3 separate regions of the Sus scrofa genome follow, and regions 1 and 3 are each linked to region 2. The links are chromatin contacts, called in public Hi-C and HiChIP or PLAC-seq maps. All regions are on one chromosome and are shown on one strand. Each heading gives the region's core, a stretch centred on a gene start, on an enhancer-like site or on the middle of the called end of the contact. The rest is flanking DNA. Distances are from core to core; before and after follow the strand shown. Region 1 holds the start of FAM110C (protein FAM110C). Region 2 holds the start of TMEM18 (transmembrane protein 18). Region 3 holds the start of ACP1 (low molecular weight phosphotyrosine protein phosphatase).

Region 1 (4,113 bases), core at 1,320-3,819, 390 kb before region 2:
ATGATACGAGCGTTCCTCTCCACCACGGAGGTGGTGCCGGACCCCTGCTCCGTCAGCTCGTCCTCCTGCAGCCCCTCGTCGCCGCCGCTGTGCCGGGAGAAGCCGCTATCGGAGGTGGCGACGCTCACGCTGCGGACCTTGAGGGCGACGCGATCCGACGCCGCGGAGAAGTTCTCCCTCCCCAGCGCCTCCACCACCTCGGGCTCCAAGCCGCAGTACTGGAAGAAGGTGTCGAACTCGGCCAAGGATGCGGAGTAGCGGGAGCTGAGGTCGGACTGCGAGCGCTGCAGTCCCCGGCGCCTCGCTCCTCGCAGGGTCCCGGGGCGAGGCCCCTCGAGCTCTGGGTCCCGGGGCGCAGCCGGGACCCTGGGGGCCGCCTCGACAGGCGGGGCGGGCTCCGGGAGCGTCGGGGGCCCTGGGACTGCGGGAGCCACTACGCGGCCGGGCTCAGTCCGGGCAGCCTCCTCGGCCCTGCCCTCCTCTCCCACGTGGGGCACGCCGGGGGCCGTCTTGTCCTTGACCGGTCCCTGGAAGAGCTTCTTCACCAGGCTCCCCTTAGGGCCGTCGGCTCCCGGCCCTCGGACGAACTCGCATTTCTGCCGGTAGATGACCAGCGAGTCTGGCCTCAGGGGCTTCCGCGCTATGGCCCTGCGCGCCACGGGCCCGGAGACTCGGGCCGGGGGCCGAGGGTCGCCCGTCTGTCCTTCGACCGCCTCGGGGCTGTTGCCCTCGCCAACCGGGCCTGGGCCCGCCCCCGGCGCACCCCGCACGTACTTGGCACGGTCGGCTGCCAGCCTCTCCACGGCACTCCTGCGCGCCGGCTCCGCCGCGTCCCGGGCCCTGGGGGCCTCGAGGTCCCGGAACAGGAGCCGCTCGTTTGGGGGCGCGTCCAGGGTTGGCAGGGCGCGCATCCTCGGGGATCCGCAAGCCTCAGCGCACCGCGGAAACGCGCTTCCGCTGCGGCTCCCGCCCGTCCTTTTACCAATTCCGAACTCGGGCGGAGTAGAGCGGCGCCCCAGTTCCCGCCGGCTGGTCTGGAGTCAGGGCGAACCGGAGTCCTCACGGATTGGCTAATCGCTGGAGTACCCGCCCGTCCGGCCCCGCCCCTCCGGCCCCGGCCCAGGCCCCGGCCCCCACCTCCGGCCTGGACCCGGGTCCACGCCCCCGCCCCGTGCCCCAGACCCGGCTCCCACCCACACGCAGTCCTAGCAGCCAATAGGCTGGAGGGCTGCGCGCTGAGCCCCACGCGCCGAAGCTGTGAGGGCTCCAGGGCGCCGGGGGGCAAAGGGTCCGGGAGGGACTGAGCTGGTTCAGATCCAGGTATCAGCCGCCTCCTCCCAGCCTGGGAGTGCCTCGGGTTGTCGTTTTAAGCTGGCATTTCCGGACTTGGGGGAGGGCAGAGCGAACGGGATTCGCCCCCCCCCCCGCAGGTGTCTCAAATCCTTTGAATTCTTAAAGTGACCTCAACTGTTTGGAAACTTGACTTTTTTAATTCCCTAAATTATCACCTGGGCACTGCTTATACCGAAAGAGAACGCAGTCTGTTTGTTAGGTAGAAAGAACCCAGGAATCTGGTAGGGACCTGGGTCACGTCGTAGCTCAGGCAGGAGGCCGGCTGTGGGCCTGACAAGACCCGAGCACCTGGTGCCGGGACTCGCAGGAAGCGGAGGCGAGGCTCCCTGGATTTGGAAAAACCTGAACAGATTTCCCAGAATGATTGCCGTTTTTACCGTAATCAACGCAGCGGGGAAACCACGGGTTCACTAGGGCAGTGGATCAGCCTAGGAATGTTAAAGGTTTAAAAGAAAACATTTCCAAAATTCCATTTTTTCGAAAGTTGGACAAAGGTCTAAAAATATCTGCCAGACGAGTGAAATGTCCACGTTATCTCATGTTAAGGCCGACTCAAGATAATGCTGACCTCTCAAAGCTGCGGTTGAGTGTGCCTGGTGCGGGGCTCCCCAGCTACCCTGTGGGCTGCGGGCAGTGGCTCCCTTACATCAAGGTCTGTTTTGTTTCCAGAAACGCCAATGGGCACCAGGAGGGGCCTGTTTAGGGGTTAGCAGGGGCAGCAGCTGAATGTTTTCAACCAGGTTTGGCGAATGCTTACCATCTAGCGACCCAGGATCCGAGAACCGCAGCAGGTTGCAAATGGGTTCTGAGACCTTGAATTTCCGTGAAGCAAAATCCCATAGTCAGTGACAGAACAGAAGAAACCAGGCCTCCTGAGAACCAGCCGACCCAGGTAGTGTCACCGGAAGAGGCCCCACTGATCGGAAAAGACGACCGTGGTCCTGGGGAGGAGGAGGGAGAGGGAGAGAGCGCGGGCAGGAGGGGGACGCTGAGCGGGCGGTGGGGGGGGGAGCGAGAGCAGGGAGAAGAGAGAGCAAGGGGGGGGGAGACATTCTGAGCAGAAGGGGAGGAGGGGAAAGCGGGGGTGGGTGGAGAGGGAGGGGGAGAGAGTGCTGGGGAGAGGAGAGAGAGAAAGCAGGAGGTGGGGGAGGGAGGTGGGGAGAGAAGCGGGAGGGAGAGAACAAGCCAGAGCTGTGAGAGAGCGCCTGCACCAGCTTCCCATAATAGGACACTATTGGTGGAAGGGCCAAAGTCCAGAGTTTTCTCTGCTCAGGCAGCCTGGTCTATTGTCAATCTGAGAGAGGAAAAAAAAAAAAAAAAAAAAAAAAAAAAACTTTTTTAATTGCTTAGCCCTAAGTGGCTCCTTTTCCTAATTTGCACTTTAGCGTCCAGAGAAAGGCAACTCCCAAACAGAGGACATCTGGTATTTGCCTGAGCCTGGATCCACCATTTATTAGCTATGTTCCATTGCACATATAACAAACCTCTCAAGACTTTGTCAGTTGTAAACTTCCTCATTTTTGTAGTTTAGAAAATCTATTGCTTTGTAGTGAGCACTAAATGATTGTTAAAGAAAGACCTAGGCTTAGGTCTCTGTTGTGGCTTTTAAAGAGGCTGTCAGGTTGGACTTCTCAATGCCTCTGGTTGCTCATCTATAAACTACAGCTTATTACACCACCTGCTCGGGCATTTGTTGATGAGATAACACATATAAGGGGCTTAGCACCATATCTGGTAAGATCACATTTTCAGTAAATAAATTTATGGTTGGATGATCATGGTTATGATTAGTCAGTTGTCATGTTTTAAATAAGGTTAGTGAATTCGCATGTGACTATTGAAGACAAGGGTAAAATAAAACTGCTATAAAGTTGTATTTAAGATTTATTGCTATTAAAGCTAATTATATTTCTATCCAGAATTTTCTATCTATTAAGAAGATAATTAACTGGATAAATAGAACTGGAGTAATAGGATACAAGAAATATCATAAATAAATTGTTCATATTGCTCAACTGCTAGCTTAGAATTTGAGCCTAATTTCCACCCTGGCATTATCTCAAAAGACTTGGTCAGAGCAGGAAATATCGCTTACAGACCCAGTGATCCAGAAACTACTCCTAGGAGCTTATGCTAAGGAACCAAGAGCTGTGTGCACAGTATGTGGATATTCCTGCAGACAGTTAAAATCAACCTACATTCAACAATAGAAAGAAGGTTAGATAATGTATGACATGCTCCTGGGACTGAGTATTGTGTAATCACGTACAGGCATGCTTCCACAAGATATTTTACAGAGTGGGACATGACCATGATGTATGTGAAATTTTTTAAAAAATAAGACAAATGTAGTGGCAGTTTTGAATAAATTTCTGGAAACATAAAACTTACCAGACTAAAATCATAAGAAATAGAAAATCCAAATAGACCTATAACAGTAAGGATATTGAATCAGCAATCAAATCTCTACTGTCCAAGAAGAGCTCCGGACCGGAGTCTTCACTCACGGAACTTTTAAAGAATTAATGCCAGTCCTTCTTAAACTTTTCTCAAAAACTGAAGGAGAAGGAACCCTTTCTAACTCATTCTATAAGGCCTTCATTACTCTGACAACAAAGTCAAACAGAGACTCCAGAGAAGAAATCTACAGGTCAATATCCCTTAGGAATATCAACGCAAAAATGATTAACAAAACACCAGCAAGCATGATCCAGCAGCATACTGAAAGGATTATACACCATAACCAAGTGGGATTATTCC
Region 2 (4,161 bases), core at 1,102-3,601:
CAGCCTCACCAAGAGCTTTTCGTCTTCCCCGCCCCGCCCGGATAGGACGAGGAAGACCGCTGGCATCCTCTCGCGACAGCTCCACTTGTCGCGAGGTCTGCTGTATCCGGAAGCGGGGGGGCGGTGGCACGCTGCTGTCTCGCGATATCTCTAGTGCTTGGTGCCTGCTCGAAATCTCGCGGCATTTCGTGGCGTTAGAAAAACTGAAAAAAGTAGGCTCCGGGCATTTCCCATCTTGGCACAGTGAAAACGAATACGACGGGAGAACGTGAGGTTGCGAAACCTGGGTGAAGGCTCTGGCCTTGCTGTGAGCTGTGGTGTAGGTCGCAGATACGCTGGGGTCTGGCGTGGCTGTGGTGTAGGCCGGCGGCTGTAGCTCCGGTTGGACCCTTCGACCCCCAGCCTGGGGACCGCCATGTGCCTCGGGTGCGGCTCTAGAAAGCAAAAAAGCAGGCTCCAGGGTTGTCTTGCCGCCTGGCGGGGGGCGAGGGCGCCTCCAGTTCGCCTTTCCACAGATAACACGTAGGACTGGGGCTAGTGGGCACCCCTGCCTCCTCCCGCTCCTCCCTTCGCTGGCCGCTCCTACGACTGTGGGGCGGGGCATCGCTTCGGAGACTGGGGGACACGGGGCGCAGTGGCCTGGACTCCGGAGAGCAGAGGCCGGACAGGCCTGCACCCTTAGGAACCCAAGGAGGCAGTGAGCTGGATCCTCGGGAACACTGGGACCAGTGACCCGCAGGCTGGAGGATGGAGTCGGACCGCGCGGACAGTGTTCTGGCTTCTAAGTGGGTGCTGGTTGCCTCTAGCTCACCGTACCTTAAACATAGTTATTTTACCAGCAAAAGGGCTTTATTCAGGAGTAGAAAGGAATGGCAATTTGGGACGTACAGTTTGACGAGAGTATAACCACGTGGGGCAAACAGAGGAAGTGAGAAGGGCTGCTTCCAAGAAGGTCCATGGGAGGAAAGCGAGAGTGGTGGGGAGGGTTCCAATTGGCTGGATGACGGTGGCTTCTCATTGGCTGAGCAGCAGTGGTCTCCCCTTGGCTGAGCTGTTGCCACCGCGGAATCTTCCCTCCCTGGCTGGTCTGCGGAGGGGCTGAGAGGTACTTCCCTGAGGGCTCCAGCTTCCGCCTCCAGCCTCCATCTTTTTTCCCTTTTTAGGGCAGTGCCTGCTGCGCATGGCAATTCCCAGGCTAGCGGGCCTACACCACAGCCACAGCAACGTGGGACCCCAGCCGCCTCTGTGACCTACACCACGCTCATGACTCGGCAATGCCGGATCTTTAACCCACTGAGCGGTGCCAGGGTTTGAACCCGAGTCCTCATGGATACTAATCAGTTGGTTAGCCCCTGAGCCAGGGCAGGAACTCCTCCAGCCTCCGTCTTAAATGAGGTTCCTATTCCTAATTGTCACACTAATTGGGGAGTCCTGAATCCTCTGTCAATTAAAAACGCTTTGAAATGGAATCAGCACATGGCATGTCTCCCATGCAGACTGACGGGAGCTCCAAGCGAGCCCCTGGTCTCTGGGTGGAGCTGGAGGAAGGTTGCGGGAAAGGACTGCAGCCCCTTGACAGTTTGAGGGTACTTGGCACCTGCAACGTGGCGGGAGGGAGGGAGAAGGTGAGCCTCCCTGAATGGCAGGATCAAGCCAGAACTGAACCCGCATGCGTGAGAGCCGCACCAGGGTTTCTTTTCCTTGCTGCAGGGGAGTTTTCCTGAGGCTCCACACCAGTGAGTCTGCAGGTCCACCGGTCTGGCTTCCGTGGCGGAGGTCTCTCCAGCGCCCTTCACCCGTACCCCTGGGCCACGGCTCCCCGGACAAGCGGGCTCTGTCGGGCGGGACCTTGCTCTCCCACAAGCGGGCTTCACACCACAGACACAGCCAGCTTTCAAAACCTGAATTAGGTGAAGCTGTTTACAGCAAATGGTTTTCGTATAGTCATCGTTCCTGAATCGAGTTTTTAGTTTACATCACCTTAGTTAGAGAAATACTTTTTTCTGAGCATAATGGAGTAGCCATATCTGTTATTTTTGATTCTTTCCCCCCATAGATTGCCTTTTAAAAAGTACAGTGATTTAAAAATGTGCTTGTGGCGTTGCCACTGCGGTGCAGGGATTGGCGGCAGCATCTCTGGAGCACTGGGACACAGGTTCGATCCCTGGCCCAGCACAGTGGGTTGGGGATCCAGCGCTGTTGCAGCTGTGGCTTAGGTCACAACTATGGATCAGAGCTGATCCCTGGCTTGTGAGCTCTGGGGCCGGGGCAGAGAGCAGCCAAAAAAAGAAATAAATGACATTAAGAAAATGTACTTGTAAGTCCATAATTACGGATAATAAAAGTTTTGTAAAGTCAACAAATTAGTATCTCGTCTTCACTCTATAGTTTCAGTACTCTCTTAGTGTCTCCTGACCTCGGTACACTCTTATGATTTGTTTTCTATCTTGGGCACAGGAGACAGGTATACTTACTAATTTTTCTCAAACACGACATTTTGTGCATTGCCTGGACACATACATTTTTTAAATGAAGTTTTAGGGTTTAAGTCGTGTGTCTCGATTGTGGCTTCAGGGTCCTCCAGGCAGAGGGCTTCTTTGTGGGTCAGGGAGGTGCTTCCACCGTGGTGGTTTGCTGACCTGGGCTCAGTCAGGTGGGTTTTGGCCTCCACAGGTGGCACTGACGTGGGTCCCACTAAGGCAGAGGCTGGGGCGGACGCCATCAGAGCAGACGCCCAATGAGGACGAAGACATTTGCTTTGCCCTTTGCAAGGCAGCTCCAGCTGGTAAGGGGGGTTTCCGGCCCAGCAGGTGGTGTGGGAAGGGCCAAGGAGTGAGGCCTGGCAGCCACAGACTGACCAGCAGCAGGGAGTGGCACCTCCCAATGCGGGCACCTCCAGACCAAGTGGGGGTGGGGGAGTCTCAGGGCGGCTTCCTGGAACCTAACCTGCCTCGCAGCCAGCACCGCCTTGTGTCCTGGGCGGACTGACCACACCAGGCTGGGGGCCACACAGCAGAGAGCAAAACCACTCTGAAAGAGGAGGGCAGGGTCCCTCCTGCCCCTTGCAGCTGCCCATTCTGTTGTCACCTGTGCCCTCGTCTTCTCTCCCATCAGGGCACCCAGGTCAGGGCCCACCGTCCTCCAGTAGAGACTCGTCCTAACCTGATCACGTCTGCAAAGACCCCAGGGTTAGGGCACACCGACCCACAGCTGCGGGGTAACGGGCGCTGCCGGAACCAGGGCTGCTGCTCGGGGAGTGTGCCCGGCTTCTGACCGCGGCGGGTGGGAGACAGGAGACCTCGGTGGGCAGTGGGCTGTAGGGCTGAGGGGCCCCATCTCAGGGAGGAAGTGACAGGGCCCCCTGCCCAGGACCTAACCCCTGTGCTGCCGGCCTCGGCCCTCGAAAACCGTGCTCAGGAGACAAGTGTTGGTAGAAACGGAGGCAGTTGCTCTGGTCAGAAGCCGACACTCTGGGGAGGAGGCGGGCTCAGGGTCCCCAAACCAACCAGGAAGATTCTGCCGTGGAAGTTTTCAAGGGCGACGGGAGGTGACGTCCGTTAATCGTGGAGCCAGGAGGGCAGCGTCCCCCACGGGCGGCCGGCTTGTTCCCTCTCCTGAGCTTCCTGAGATGCTGTCCTGTCCCACAGCTTGTTCGCCTTTCGAGACTCTGCCCAAGGGGAGCTGTGGGAAAGGTCCGGTCCTCTGTGCCTCACTTACTCTGCATTCGTGCTTCTCTCATCTAGAAGAGAACCGATCGTTCAGCAAAAGGCGCCGTGTGACCCGGAGACTTGCCGGGTGTCCTAAGGCCAGAGCTGAGCAGGGCCTGGGGGCGCCTGGCTTCAGGGTGGTGGCCAGACAGGAGGGCCTGCTGCAGAGAGCTCCTTCCTGCCCAAAGCTCCTGACCCCTGCATCATCTCAAGATTCTTCCTTCTGGGACCTTCTCTCAACTGGCTTCAGTCCAGCCTCGCAGGCCACGGCCTTCCTCTCTGACGTGATGAGGACAGAGCTGACCATTGCAGAAGCAGAAACCCCTACACACTCTGTGGGATGGGTGTTTGTGGTGAGGAAACAGACTCGGGGGAGCAGGGTACACTGCCAGAGAGACAGCCAGGAGGGAGTCAGGGCCCGGGTTGGACGCGGCCACCTCCAGAGCCTGGTACC
Region 3 (4,481 bases), core at 391-2,890, 260 kb before region 2:
CATCTTCCACAACTCAATAAAAACTCTGATGAGGACAAGAAAGCAGGACACTCGTGTTCTGTATACAGAAGAAAATCTGAAAACTTCTCCCCTTTGGTAGAACCTTCCAGGACCATCTTTCCTACTCCCTGTCGGGCAGGGGCCCCCTGTCTGTGTCACTGTCTCCAACTCAGCCTCAGCAGCAGCAGCAGGGGTAACACTGAATTATTTGTTGAAATGAAGTGAGAATGACACATTTCCAGCTGGCAGGGTAAATCTCATTACCTTGTGGTCATCTACCAATTCAGAGCAGTTTCCCATTTTTTTAAGCAAGGGAAAACCACCTCAGCAACGTGGTCCAGTGCTCCCAGCCCCAGGGAAGCAGCCACTCTGCCCCGAGAGGTTTTCTGAAACCATGGCTGATCACAGGCAGGGCCAGGTGAGCTGCAGAGGGCCTGGGCCCTTCACCTCAGGGGGACCATGACTCCTGCCCCACAGTCAGAAGCATCTAAACCCAAATTGTCTAAAAAAGGACCAGAACCTCTACTGAAACAGATGGGAATGAAAAAGATAGTAACTAATACTTGGCTTTTCAAATATTACATATTCGCAAATAACAAAAAATGAGTTATGATGATTAAAATTAAAACCTTAGAAGTTTTCTGTAAATTGAATCGCCTGGGGCTACACTTGAATCAGCCACCTTTGTGGAGAGTCCAGGGAGCTCTTAACTTCTGACATCTTGTGGGATATTTAAGTATTAATAGATGTGCAACAGCAAAAAATCCCAAAGACATCATTTCTCCCTCTTTCACCGAAGATTTGCCCTCCCCAGCAAAACTTTTTAAAAGCAGGATAAGAGGGGTGGTCCCGATTCCAGGTGAGGTTCAGTGGCGTCACCGACACCTGTACTCACTTGTGACCCCGAGCCTCCTCCGCTCCGGCGCCCCTCGAGCTGCGGACACCTACCCAGGAAGAGGAAGGGCGCTCCCTGCTCGGCTCCGCCTCCCAGGGCAGGGACCAGTCTAGCGAGGTGCGCACCTGAGACAGGTGAGGGAGCAGGTAAACACCCGCTTTGGTCCAGGGCAAAGCACCTACTTTATACGTATTCGCAGGACAAAAACAGCAGCTAGGGAGGGTGTGCGCTCCCCTTCCTGGGTCCCAGGGCTGCTCCTGAAGCAGCCCATCTTTGACGACTGGGCAGCCCGGTGGCCGCCCTGTCGCAGAGAGAACTGTGAGCGGCGGTTCTGACCGGGGGACTAGGGGTCGAGGGTCCAGGGGCCCCGGGAGGCGCCCTTGGTAACCCGCCCACCCCTGACAGCAGGCCGCACGTTCGGCCGCGCGGCCCGGGTGAGGGACGCTCAACTGAACCCCAGGACTGACCCCTGACTCTCCGAGGACCCTTGGGGACCGATGAGGCCCCGCCTCTCAGGCTTCAGTTTGTGGCCCCTAATCTCTGGGGTGGAGCTCGGGGCTACGCCCTCCCCCGCCCTCGGGTGGTCACGTCACCGAGCCCTGTGACCTGAATTCGTCCCCACTGAGCCCCTCCCCCTCCAGGTGGCCCTCAGCCCCGCCCCCTCCCCGCCCCTAGTCCCCCCACCCCCCGCAGGTGGCTCTCGGCTCCTCCTCCCTCTCTCGGCGCTCGGGCCAGAATGCGCAGGCGCGAGACCGCACGCTCTCTTTAGGCGGAGCGGGGTCGGACTGCGCAGGCGCGTGGCGCGGGTTGCTGGCAGTGCGCCTGCGCCGCGCCGGAAGCAGTTCGACGCGGTTACTGGGCGCCTCTTTGCGCGCGGGAAGATGGCCGAGCAGGTGACTAAGTCGGTGCTGTTCGTGTGTCTGGGTGAGACGCCGCTGATCTAACCCCAATCTGGAGGGCTGGGGTGGGCTCCGTGAGCTCTGGGCTGCGCCGCTGGGCAGGGACGGTGAAGGGGAGGAGGCCAGAGAGGGGAGACCTGAGGGTCGGATGGGGCGCCGCGCTCTCTCCACGTCGCGCAGCTGCCCTGGCCGCTCTGCAGGCGGGGTCTCCTTAACGTGCCGGGTTCTCTCTCCAAGGGCGTCCCCTCTCCCCTGTTCAGTCCTGTCTCCACGTCGGATCCCCTGTCCCCTGCCCGGTCCTCGGTGCAGGCCTGGGCCTCTCACTTCTGCACAGCTCTTTCCCCAAGACCGAGGCCCCTCCCGCGCGGAGTACCTGCACTCCAGGCATTGCACCGGCCTAGCATCCCTTTTTCATCTTCATCCCATAGACCCAACGCCGCTGGATTGATTTGTCTCTTAAGGGCCTCCTGATTCCCGGAAACCCCTGACAACACTGGCTTGTTGGCTTGTTTGGCCACTGCCCACAAGTGGATCTGACCTGAAGGCGGATGGAATGGGAGGGTTTAGGATTTGGTTATAACAGCTAGATCAGGCAGCCGGATTCCCCAGGTCGCCATGACAGCCCGTGTACCGGGGTTCCTATACATGAAAATAAAGAATTTTTAAAATGTTTTAATTCTTCAGGTAACTTCCAGCTCAGAATTATTTTGATTTTTAGGATTTCAGCAGTTAGCCTCCCTTACTCAAAATGAAGTGCACTTTCCCTTAAGCTTTCCAGAGTATTCCTTTGATGCAGACCACAGGGTTCTATTCCTTGGTGCGTTCATCTGTCTCCTTCATTCCTCAGAGAGGAAGGCCTGAATGGTCAGTAGTCCAGTGACTTTGAATCTTCCCATATGTGTGTTTCCTGCAGAATAGCGCTTCCACTCCTTTTTAGGTGCCCCTTCAGGAAGACCAAAGAAGTCTGCCTGGTCTCCCCACTATCCTCTTTCACCCACACCCTCAGGCTTGCTCGTTTCTAGCACTTCACATGCTCTGCATGGGCCTTCCCTCGTGGAAGTCCATTTTGCATAATACCCAAAAGCCTTTCCAAAAGGTCAGACCCAAGTATTCCCTTCTTTCCTTTTCCCAGATCCTCTAAGTGGAGCTGAGTTGTTCCTGCGACCCTTTTTATAGATAACCTTTCCTCACTCAGGTTTTATTATGATTACTTGTTAGCCTCCTCAGATTATAGCTAGATGTAGCCCTCTTGATGGCAATAACTGTGGCTTATTTTTCTTTGTATTTCCAGCTGTAGGACAAAATAAGATGCTCACTAGCTATTTGCAGCATTAAATTTCTAGGAGGGGAAAAGTAAGTTTTGACAGTAGGCATCATTCATTTTTTAAGCCCTCCACTGAAGGCTGAGGGATGGTGTGAACACATTTATTAAAGGGCAGTTCAGTTCAGGTTGGGCATCTCATGGAGTTCCAAGGCCTTGTTTGTTTCACTTAGTATTGTTGCTTAGGTTGACATAATGCGCCACGGTGGCTCTTAATGGGAGATGTCTGCTTGCATGTATTTATGTATATATTTATTTTCAGTACTTTAACTTTTTATTTTTTTTAGCAACTGCCATGGTGCCAGGCACTGTTCTGAGGGCTTCAGAAAGTGAGCAAAACACAAAAATCCCTGCACCTCCGGAGCTCACATTCTGTCATCAACAGTCAAGTACTTGGTTACACAGTCAGTTGGTGTAAGGACAGGAAGGCAGGAAAGGCGGTGGGAGTGGGGTGCAGTTTTAAGAAAGGTGTTCAGGGAGAGACTTATCAGGAGGGTGACACTTGAGCAAAGACTTGAAAGAGGAGAGGAAGTAAGCATGAGTTATTTCAGAAAAGCTTCTTGGATCCAGAGGAAAGTGCCTGAAAGATTTTGAAATGAGGGGGCTGGCCGTGTTCAAGAAAGACAGGGAAGCTACAGAAGTGGGCCTGGGTGACCTAGTACTGTCTCTCCAGACCCTCGTCTGTAGCTCGGGACTCAGAGATAATGTGCGCAACTGCTTTCTCAGTGTCCGGTGGATTCATAACTAGTACCATTCTTGGCGCATAGGGCAGAAGTGACTTGCTCACATGCAGTGAGCTTTCTGGGGCAGGAATCTGCAAGCTTTTTATGCAAAGAGCCAGAGAACAGGTCCTGCCAAAGGCGTGGTGCCAAAGCAGCCTAGCCAGTTGTAGACTCTTGTGCTCGGCTGTAAGCATTTACTTGTGGACACCGGGATTTGAATTCCCTGTGATAGTCCCATGTCTCAAGATGCTTTGCTTTTGAGATTTTCCAACTGTTTAAAAATGTGAAATTGATTTTTAGCATCAAGATCTGTATAAAGTGGTGGGTCCTGAGCCCTAGTTTTTTGGACCCACATTTAGGTCCTGTGGGGGATAGGTCTGGTGAGGCTTTGGAGGATTTTGAGCAGAGGTGGGATGATTAGAGAGCAGTGTTCAGTAATTGAGATTAGACTCAGGGGTGGGGGCGAGGGCCACAGGAGGGAGACCAGCCATGTGCAGAGCTTGTATGTTGGGCCAGAGCTTTGCTGGTGGAGGTGGTGAGACAGATGTCGAGTTCTGGAGAGATTTGGGGTCACTGTGGCATTTCGCATGGTAGCCTGTATGCAAGACAGTAAGAACAGTATTTCAGAAATGTTTAAGTTTTGT

The links. Hi-C and Micro-C count contacts between places; a contact is called where the count stands out from the background. HiChIP or PLAC-seq counts read pairs in DNA pulled down with a chosen protein or histone mark.
Region 1: a contact with region 2 is called in a Hi-C map of liver, with 7 times the contacts expected there. The contact joins the promoter of FAM110C here to the promoter of TMEM18 in region 2. A contact is called at or near these places in 1 of 5 promoter capture datasets (liver) and 2 of 47 Hi-C or Micro-C datasets (epiblast stem cells and liver).
Region 3: a contact with region 2 is called in an H3K27ac HiChIP or PLAC-seq map of alveolar macrophages. The contact joins the promoter of ACP1 here to the promoter of TMEM18 in region 2. A contact is called at or near these places in 2 of 5 promoter capture datasets (fetal liver and liver), 5 of 47 Hi-C or Micro-C datasets (liver, omental adipose tissue, retroperitoneal adipose tissue and 1 more) and 2 of 2 datasets of contacts at active chromatin or transcription factors (alveolar macrophages and skeletal muscle).

Annotation. Positions count from the first base shown.
Region 1 is chr3:132,808,494-132,812,606 of Sscrofa11.1, reverse strand. FAM110C (protein FAM110C) reads right to left here and starts at 2,569. Exons shown (of 2, transcript XR_002342890.1): 1 at 2,111-2,569. It overlaps LOC110260067 (a long non-coding RNA gene), which reads left to right and starts at 2,130. Exons shown (of 3, transcript XR_002342891.1): 1 at 2,130-2,245.
Region 2 is chr3:132,422,298-132,426,458 of Sscrofa11.1, reverse strand. TMEM18 (transmembrane protein 18) reads right to left here and starts at 2,351. Exons shown (of 5, transcript XM_003125401.5): 1 at 1-2,351.
Region 3 is chr3:132,681,952-132,686,432 of Sscrofa11.1, reverse strand. ACP1 (low molecular weight phosphotyrosine protein phosphatase) reads left to right here and starts at 1,640. Exons shown (of 5, transcript XM_021087954.1): 1 at 1,640-1,819. The coding sequence starts at 1,777. It overlaps SH3YL1 (SH3 and SYLF domain containing 1), which reads right to left and starts at 938. Exons shown (of 11, transcript NM_001244340.1): 1 at 896-938. The coding sequence starts at 896.